2 separate regions of the Sus scrofa genome follow, and region 2 is linked to region 1. A link is a contact called in public Hi-C data. All regions are on one chromosome and are shown on one strand. The core of a region is the stretch at or near the end of the contact, and the rest is flanking DNA. Distances in the headings are between cores, read along the strand shown. Region 1 has its middle 32 kb from the start of FAM69A. Region 2 overlaps FAM69A (protein FAM69A).

What was found. Hi-C and Micro-C count contacts between places; a contact is called where the count stands out from the background.
Region 2: a Hi-C map of brain shows a contact between it and region 1, with 7 times the contacts expected there. The contact joins two enhancer-like sites. A contact is called at or near these places in 2 of 5 promoter capture datasets (fetal liver and fetal skeletal muscle), 34 of 47 Hi-C or Micro-C datasets (adipocytes, adipose tissue, alveolar macrophages and 17 more) and 2 of 2 datasets of contacts at active chromatin or transcription factors (alveolar macrophages and skeletal muscle).

What each region holds. Positions count from the first base shown.
Region 1 is chr4:124,195,528-124,200,055 of Sscrofa11.1, forward strand. No RefSeq gene overlaps it. Among named protein-coding and RNA genes, the nearest start is that of FAM69A, 32 kb to the right of the region's middle. Within about 2 kb of position 2,419, at least 14 of the 83 cell types and tissues checked have an H3K27ac peak or open chromatin away from gene starts, as enhancers often do. A contact at or near this core is called in brain, where this site is marked.
Region 2 is chr4:124,338,102-124,343,066 of Sscrofa11.1, forward strand. All of the region lies in intron 2 of FAM69A (protein FAM69A), which reads left to right. Among named protein-coding and RNA genes, the nearest start is that of RPL5, 27 kb to the right of the region's middle. Within about 2 kb of position 3,355, at least 9 of the 83 cell types and tissues checked have an H3K27ac peak or open chromatin away from gene starts, as enhancers often do. A contact at or near this core is called in brain, where this site is marked.

The sequences.
Region 1 (4,528 bases), core at 1,169-3,668:
TGGGAGGTACAGAAGGGAGGCCAGAACGAGGCGGGTAGGGAGCCCTTGGACAGGAAGAGAGAGAAGTGGGCACATCCGTGATATGACCCATGTATGTTTGGAAAGGGTTGTTCCAGTAGCTGTGTGGAGAAGGAACACTGAGAGGTGGCAAGAGCAGAGGTTTGGAGACCTGCTAGGAGCTTATGTCAACTACTCAGACGAGTGATGCGGATGCTCAGGCCAGGGAGGAAGTGGGCGAAGTCACCAGACATCGAGTGACTGTGCACACAAATGACTGATTTTAACTGGGATGTGTGCCGCAAAAGAGAAGAATGGGGGATCTTGGTCTGCTCGGAGGGGCGGAAGCGCGTCCAGGCAAGGTTTCTTTGAGCGAATGGCATTCACGCTGAGACTGGAAGGGTGAGGGAAGAAGGAAAGGAACAGAAAACTTCTAGAACAGGACATACAAGTGGGAAAGCTTCGAGGCCAGAAGCGCACAGCTCACTCTAGGAACTAAAAGGAGGCCCATGTGAACAGGAGGAGCCACTGGGTAAGATGAAGCTGGCAAGGTCAGTGGGAATCAGATATTATAGGGCCTTTGAAGCCTTGTGTGCCTTGTAAGACTGTTGACTTTTAGCCTAAGAGCACTAGGAAACCACAGAGGGATATTAAGCCTGAGGGGAACGTTACTTGTATTTATTAAACGTGATCTATCCGGCCATCATCTTCATGATCCGATGCATAGTTTACAAAAGGTACTTTGATTGCAATATGGGAGATGGATCAGAGGGAGGAAGGGCAAGTGCAGAGCCCTAGTGGGTGAGATTCAGAGGCTGACAGTGGGAGGTGGCGGTGGTGTGCCCTACGGAGGTGGCAGTGGGCATAGAGGGAGAAGGATGAGGTAACGACTGGCAGGTTGGGGAGCAGGGATATGGAAGAGGCTGAGATGAGCACTGCACAAGAGACATTGGCAAATGGGGTTCATCGGAGGGTTGGGACGTTGTCTTAGAGTCAGTCCCTCCTTCTCACCCCAGAGTATCTTAGAGTGTCCTTAGAGGACTGTGATAGAACTTGCAGGATAACCAGCAGAAAATAGATGTTGTACTAAGAATACTTCCAAGTGAGCTTATTGATGAAGAGTTGCTTATAAAATATGGGCAGGGTGCAGGGGAACCACAAGAATAACCTCAGGCCCCAACTAGATGGGACGAGAGGAGAGAGAAGTAACCAGAACGCAGAAGGTCACTTTAACCTGTACTCTTTGGTCAAGGAATTCACAGGGAAGAAGCCAGGGGAGTAGAAATTTCCCGTCGCACTTTTCTTTCTCCCATGAGTCCACTGCCTGGGACCCCCATCGGTAAACCCCAGCCAGGAGCCAGGGGGCTTGGAAACTGTGGTGTGTTTAAGTCAGCCTCCAGGTGTGAGTGCGGGTGAAGGGCAGAGAGTGGACAAACAGAAGTCCCTGCTGGAGCTCAGCCAATCACATTAACAGTTCAGATTCTCACCTCTTAGCCCGCATAGGGATAGGATTCCAAGCATTTTCATTTAATTTAATTTTTTCTGTGCCCTTGGCATTCGGAAGTTCCTGGGCCAAGGATCAAACCTGTGCCACAGCAGGGACCCAAACCTCTGCAGGGACAAAGCCAGATCCTTAACCCACTGTGCCACAAGAGACCTCCTCAAGCATTTTAATTGAGAAATAAAAATAGAAGAAGGAAAATGTTCTCTACTGTTGGAGGAAGTCCCTCCACCCCTTCCTCCCTGCTACTCAGGATATTTAGTTGTAAATTCTGATAAAAATAACCTTTTGAAATCTGAAGCTTTTGCCAAGCTTATAGCAAGATCTTCTAAGATACAGAGAAGACTTTTGCAGTGAAGTTCAAAGACGTTTGCATTTGCAGTGAAGTTCAAAGACATTTATTTGCATCCTGCACAAGTGACGGTTGTTTTCTGCAACCTAGGCAACTCCTTGGAGCTTGAATGCATCAGAACCAGAAGATCTGGCCAGATAAAATTATTTTGCCGCATCATGAATCTGAGCTACGGAAGCTTTCTGCCTTTGTTTTCCCTATTACCCAAGTTACAGCAGATTTGTTTTTCTAAGCACATTGTCTTTTTAAAATCCATGACAAGTCGTGGAAAATTCATCATGCTTGCTCAGAATTCAGCTGGTCAGCACATTTTTCCATCTACAACCTAGTAAAACAGGTTAGCCAGGTATCTTATTTCTTTGCCTTCTAAAATGTTATGATCCTGGAACAGGCTTTCCATATTTTTCTTACTGGCTCTGGTTTCTACGGCAAGTTAACAGTGATTATTTGTGGTCTGACAGTTCCCTTGGCGTTACACCAAAAACAGGAGCAAGAAAGCACATTCTTAGTCAGGGAGGTTTAGCGTCGAAGCCAGATATTCAGCTGTGAATCCACATTCCCTTCCCTTCTGTACCCCTTCTCTCCTTTGAGTGAAAATATCATCTGGCAGTTTCTTTGGTTTCCCAGCTTCAGACAGCTACTGGAGCCCAGCAATTCCCCAAAATGTCACAGCATTTTCAAGTCTGTATAAATGTCGATCTGATTTCTTAAGTAGAATACTCGTCTCCAAGTTAAAAGAAATGAAGTGTTTTTCCTCTCTGCTTTAGAAAGCTGGTTTTTCAAAGATTGGGGCAGAACTGCCGCCTGAGCTTAGTAATGCGGACGAGTCAAGAGCAAGAGTGTGAGGGGTGCACAAAGACAGTGGAAGCTGTCCTTTCCCGCTCTTCTCTTCCGGCTCTGCCCCTGCCACCGCCGCCCCACCTACAAAAGTCCTCTCTGAAAAAGAAGTGAGGATGGGGTAGGAAAAGCTGTATGAAGAATTTGGGAAAGCTTGGCTGCCGAACGCTTTAACTGTCAACATTCAGTAACTACAAAAATGTTTCAATTAAAAACCTTAGACCCCAAAGGCAACTTAATTTTGCCTTTTTGTTTTAAAAGAGAACAGAAAATTCTATTTAATGAAAATACGATTGAACTAAAAAAATCCAGTTCTAAAGTATAATTGTTTAAAGGCGAGAAATGATAGAAAAAACAGGAGAATGAAGAGATGGAGGGAAAAAGAGAAATGACCTTAACGACTGTCAAATTCCTGAGAAGCACAGGTTTAATATGTTCATATTAGTGCTAAATTTTTTTTTTTTTTTTTTGTCTTTTTGTTGTTGCTATTTCTTGGGCCGCTCCTGCGGCATATGGAGGTTCCCAGGCTAGGGGTCCAATCGGAGCTGTAGCCACCGGCCTACGCCGGAGCCACAGCAACGCGGGATCCGAGCCGCGTCTGCAACCTACACCACAGCTCACGGCAACGCCGGATCCCTAACCCACTGAGCAAGGGCAGGGACCGAACCCGCAACCTCATGGTTCCTAGTCGGATTCGTTAACCACTGCGCCACGACGGGAACTCCTAGTGCTAAATATTTAATACCATTCTTTTCTGCATTAAAAATTTTAATTTATAACTTAAATATAACATTTTTCACAATTTTGAGCATTTTATGAAATGTTTTGTTTTCATTTTTAATTAAAATTACATATTTTAGTGTAACATGATGATTTGCTATAGATTTATATAATGAAATTATAACTACCGTCAAGCTAGTTAATATATCATCTCCCAACACTCACCATTTTTAAAGTGATGAATACCTGAAATCTATCTCTCAGCATATTTCTAGTGTTCAATAGAGTATTATTAAGAATAATCAGAGTTCCCTTTGTGGCTCAGCGGTAATGAACTCAACTACTATTCGCGAGAACTCCGGATTTGATCCCTGGCCTCGCTCAGTGGGTTAAGGATCTGGTGTTGCAGTGGGCTGTGGTGTAGGTCATAGACGTGGCTCGGATCTGGCGTTGCTACGGCTGTGGTGTAGGCTGGGAGCTGTAGCTTCAACTCAACCCCTAGCCTGGGAACTTCCATATGCCATGGGTGTGGCCCTAAAAAGACAAAAAATAAAAATAAATAAAAAATAAAATAATAATTATCATGGAGTTCCCTGGTGGCCTAGTGGTAAAGGATTCCTTGTTGTCACTGCAGTGGCTTGGGTTTGATTCCTGGCCTGGGAACAAACACAGGCCACGGACGTGGCTAAAAACCAGAATAGTCATCATGCCTGTTCATGGCATCTCTAGATTTCTTCACACCACATATTTTCTCCTTTTTTTTTAGATTCCACATATAAAGGAGATCAAACAGTATTTGTTTTTCTTTGTCTGGCTTATTTCATTAGCATGATGTCTTCCAGGTTTCTCCTGATAGGACTCATTCTCTGCCCACACGCTCCTGTGCGGCCAAATCCATCTCCACACTCCCAGAGCCTGCCCAGTGTCCAACCCGACCTCTGAAATCCACATCTCCCTAACTTCAGCTGGCCTGGTTTATGCTTTATAATACCTTGCTTTGCTCTGGCCTTTAATTTGTGTGGGCATCTGGATAAAACATTTATTGCTGACTCACTGCCTTGTTTATGAAGTGATCCTTATCTTTTTCTGAGCAATAGCTCAGGCCTTAAAATTAGGCCGAT
Region 2 (4,965 bases), core at 2,105-4,604, 140 kb after region 1:
TTTTGGTGAGAACAATTAAGTTCTATTAGCAATTTCAACTGAACAATACAATGTGGAGTTCCTGTCGTGGCTCAGTGGTTAATGAATCCCAATCGGAACCATGAGGTTGCAGGTTCGATCCCTTGGGTTGAGGATCCGGCGTTGCCGTGAGCCGTGGTGTAGGTCGCAGACACGACTCAGATCCTGTTGCTGTGGCTGTGGTGTAGGCGGGCGGCTACAGCTCCAATTCCACCCCTAGCCTGGGGACCTCCATATGCCTGGGGTGCGCCCTAGAAAAGCAAAAACAAAAAAACAAAAAAATGATACAATGTTACAACTGCAGTTAGTCCCTAGACCCTTAGGCCTTACCCTCTTATCACGGAAAGCTGGTGCCCTTTACTCTCTTCTCCTTATTTTCCCCACCTCCCAGTCCCTGTTTCTGTGCCTTTTTTGGGGGGGTTGTTTTTTTCAGATTCCACTTGGGAGTGATACCGTACAGCCGTTTCTCTCTGGCCTGTTCCACTGAGCATAGTGTCCTCCAGCCTCATCCGTTATGTCCCAAATGACAGGCCGAATAACCTTTCATTGCGACCCTAGACCACATCTTCTTTATCCACTCATCCGTCCACAGACACTTAGGCTGTTTCCGTAGCCCTGGTGAGGAAGGCTGCAGTGAACACGAGGGGCAGCTGTCACTTTGAGAGAATGACTTTTTTCCCTTCGGATATGTACCCAGATGTGAGGTGGCTGGATCACACGGTGGTTCTATTTTTAATTTCTTAAGGAACTGCCATCCTGTTTTCCGAAGTGCATCAGAACCACTTTCAGGCGTACAGTTCTGTGGCGTTGAGCACATTCCCATTGCTTTGTAGCCGGTCTCCATGACTTTTTTGTCTTGCAAAACTGAAACTCTGTACCCCTTAGACATCCTTCCATTTTCTCTCCCCCAAGCCGCTAGCAACCACCATTCTACTTGTGTTTCTATGACTTCGACGACTCCTTAGACCGCAGTTAAGTGGAATCACACAGTATAGCTATACTTGAACCGTGTGGGTTTTTTTCACCAAATATCACATGGTCCGCAGTTGGTTGACTCCACGGACGCAGAGCCATGGGTGCAGAAGGCTGACTGTAATGTTATACATGCAGATTTGCTACTTGGGAAGGGGTCAGCGCCCCTCATCCCTGTGTTGTTCAAGGATCAGCTGTATTTGTCTGTTTATGACTGGCTCGTTTCACTTAGCATAGTATCCTATAGCATGTGTCACACTCTCCTTCCTTTTTAGGGCCGAGTAATATTCCATTGCATGTATATACTACATGGTTTTTTTATTATTATTATTCTTTTTTTTCTTTGTCTTTTTGCTATTTCTTGGGCCGCTCCCACGGCATATGGAGGTTCCCAGGCTAGGGGTCGAATCGAAGCTGAGAGCCGCTGGCCTACGCCAGAGCCACAGCAACTCAGGATCCGAGCCATGTCTGCAACCTACACCGCAGCTCACGGCAACGCAGGATCGTTAACCCACTGAGCAAGGCCAGGGATCGAACCCGAAACCTCATGGTTCCTAGTTGGATTCGTTAACCACTGCGCCACGACGGGAACTCCTTTTTTTTTATTATTATTATTCATTCATCCATCCATGGACTCTTGGGCTGATTCCACCTTTTGGGTAGGAAATTGTTTTAAACTGATCTAATCCAGTTTGGTCATGCACACTTCCTTAGATTAATTTTGAAAAATAATGGTCACCACAGAAAGTGTTTAAAATAACCTTATTGCTAGGTTCAATCATGAAAATGATTTCTGCTATACATATAGGCATTTATTCACTACATATTTATTTATAAGCAGTCACAAAACATTTCATATAATCAGTCTGTAAACTCATTAAAGCTGGCTTTTTAGGTGTTCTATCAACTTGAATGAAGGATTGCAGAGGCAGGCTCCTGTTACTGTTATAATTAACATCAGGCAACTAGAAATACTAAACCATTTCCATTCTCAAAATATAGTCTCTCTGAGCAGCAGCACTAGTATCATCTGGAAAGTTGCTACAAGTGCAAGTTGTCAGCCTCACCTCAAACCTCATGATGTGGAAAGTCTGAGAGTGGGTTCCAGCTGTCGGTGTTGTCAGGCCTCCAGGGGCACAGACACTCCCTCCAACTTGAGAACCTCTGCTGGAAGATGAGCAGCTCGGAGTCCCTCCCTGAAGATAAAGGTTATGGCTTCAGCTGGTTCTGATACCGTCTTTGTGAATGAGCAGGAATATCTCGTATTTCAGCCAATCCCCATTTCTTATTTCACCACCGCTCCTTCCTTTCTGAGATCATCATGCTATTTAACTAGCCACAGATTTCACTAGTCAAATCCTAGTTTGCTAATTAACAAAATCTCAGAAATGGACCAGTCTTTATCAAGATATGGGTAACCGAAGCACTTCAAGCAGCTGCCTGTGAAGCATGGGTTTCCTGACTGCGTCATGAGAACCCCAAGCACCTGTGCATCCCTGCTTAGCCTATTAGAGGCACCTAGGCTGTGAACACACAGACACACACACATCACGCTGTGTGTGCCGAAGTTCTGAAGTAAATTACAGACATGATAACAGAAGGGAAGGAAAGCAGAGAGGGTTCGTGTGCGCACGCGCGCAGATAAGAAAAGAGACTGAGTGGGTTGCGCACTGTTACTGGCTGAGAGAAGTTAGGAAAGAGAGTGAGAGGTTGACGGTCAGAGTGCGGAGAATGGTGACGTGGATTTAAAATAGCTGATATAGAGAATGGGCAAGCGTGCTAATTAGAGTAGAGACTTGGAGAATTTTCAGGAATTAAGAACTCAACTGTGGTGCGTTTTCCTAAGTAAGAAGAAATTGATAAGACTGTCTTTAGAACATGAAGCTTAGAAAATTATTTCAAACCTAGTACTATACATCTGCTCATCGCTGTCACCCATTGTGGTACAGTTTCCATAGTTCATGAAACGCCTTCAGCGTGGATGGGTTTTGTAAAATTTAGCTGAAGAGCGCCATCTTCTGGTCCTGTGAGGTATGTGCAAGCAAAGGGGGTAATACAGTAGAATCACGGCAGTAGTAAAATCTTTGTCGTTTTCTGCTGCCTATTGTAAACTTGAATATTCTTTATAGACTCTGTGCCCTAGTTAGAAAATCAGATTGCTGATGGGGATTATAGTTTGTGTGTGCGGCCATGCCTGAAAAAAAGACAAAACAAAAAACAAGACAGCATGTGGCCAACCATCCTTTTCATAGAAGCATGTGGGAAATTTACTTTTGGTTTGTGATGGAAGCTACAAGTTGAAGAGCCTGTTCTTGTGACTACCTCTTTGATGCAGGCTTGGCTTGGAGCCTTTGCTCAAAACAAGACTGTGATTCTTGTAGCTGAATGCCAGACTTGTCTTCACTGTTTCACTGTTTACTAATAAGATACGGGTTTGTCCTTTTTTTTTTTTCTTTAATGTTTTAAATATTATGGAAGAGCCTTCATTTTATCCTCCATGATGTTTTAGAATCAAAACCTCTATGATCTTCAGGGTGATTCTTTCATAGACATTTATTAGACACTTAAAGACCAAGCTCTAGAGGGAAGGGCAGGTGCAGAGACGACTGGGACCACGTCTGTGCCTTCACATCATCTCACTTTGTACAACAAAAGATAACGTGAATGCAAATGATGTTAGATTTAGAAACGCAGGGAAAGAAGGGAGGAGAATATAGGCTCAGGTGGGACTTCCTCTTGTAGCTCAGCGAGTTATGAACCCAACTGGTATCCATGAGGATGTGGCTCAATCCCTGGCCTTGCTCAGTGGGTTAAGGATCCGGTGTTGCCGTGGCTGTGGTGTAGGCCAGCAGCTGCAGCTCCAATTCAGCCCCTAGCCTGGGAGCTTCCATGTGCCCGCAGGTGCGACCCTAAAAAAGCAAAAAAAAAAAAAGAGAGAGAGAAAGAGCATATAGGCTCAGAAAAGAAATAATACAGCTTTCAGGATTATTCATTGGAAGATGGGTGTTGTAGAAAAGGGCACTGTTTAAATCCGGACCTGAGGCAGAGCTAAAGATCAGGCCAGTTGCAGCGGGGAGCTCTGTTCTTGCTATTGCAGGAGTTGTTCATAGCGGCGTGCCCTGTTTCTAGATAAAAACCCAGGAGGCACTGCATTCATCCGTCCATCCCACAACTGCTTTTTATATATCTTCGATGATATGCAAGTCCCAAGGGAACAAAAATGAAAGTCCTGGCATCCTTTGGAGCTGCTTGTTCAGAGGGAACGTGTGACCAGAGTCCCGTGGCAGGAGCACTGGGGACAGGCATCCGACCCCTCCACTGTCAAACCTGCTGTGCCTGTTGCTCTCCAAAATAAGTCATCCCGGCTCTTTTACTTCAGCGGTTAAAAGCACAGGCTCAGGGGCAGACTGTCTGGGCTCCAGGGGCATCACTAACCTGCTCTGCAAGTTTCTTAACCCCTTTGTGGCCTTTCTTGCCTCAGTTCCTTTAACAATGATATGGAAATAATAATACCTCTTTCATAGGGAGGTTGCAAGGATCAAAGAGAAATACATGAAAAGTTCTTAGAAGAATGTTGACCTAGATAACAGGATGACAAACACCTGTCTGCCTACCATCTGTGTAACAGACTTTAACCTTTTGCCATATTTGCTTCATTTTTTTATTGGCTGAGCCTACAGCATACAAAGGTTCCCTGGCCAGGGATCAAACCAGCGCCATAACCCCAGATCCTTCACCCACTAGGATCTAGGGAACTCCCTGAATTGTTAAAAATTTTATTCGTCTTATTCAGATTTTTCTGTTTCTTCTTGCATCATTTTTCAGTTTTTCTAGAAAAATAGCTCATTTAAAATGTATTGCCATGGAGTTGTTTCTGCTGAGCCAGGACGGGAACTCCTGATCTTTTTTTCCATTAATTTCTGCTGCTTTTTTTTCTTCTCCTAATTCTTTTGGGGGTTTATTTTCTTATTGCTA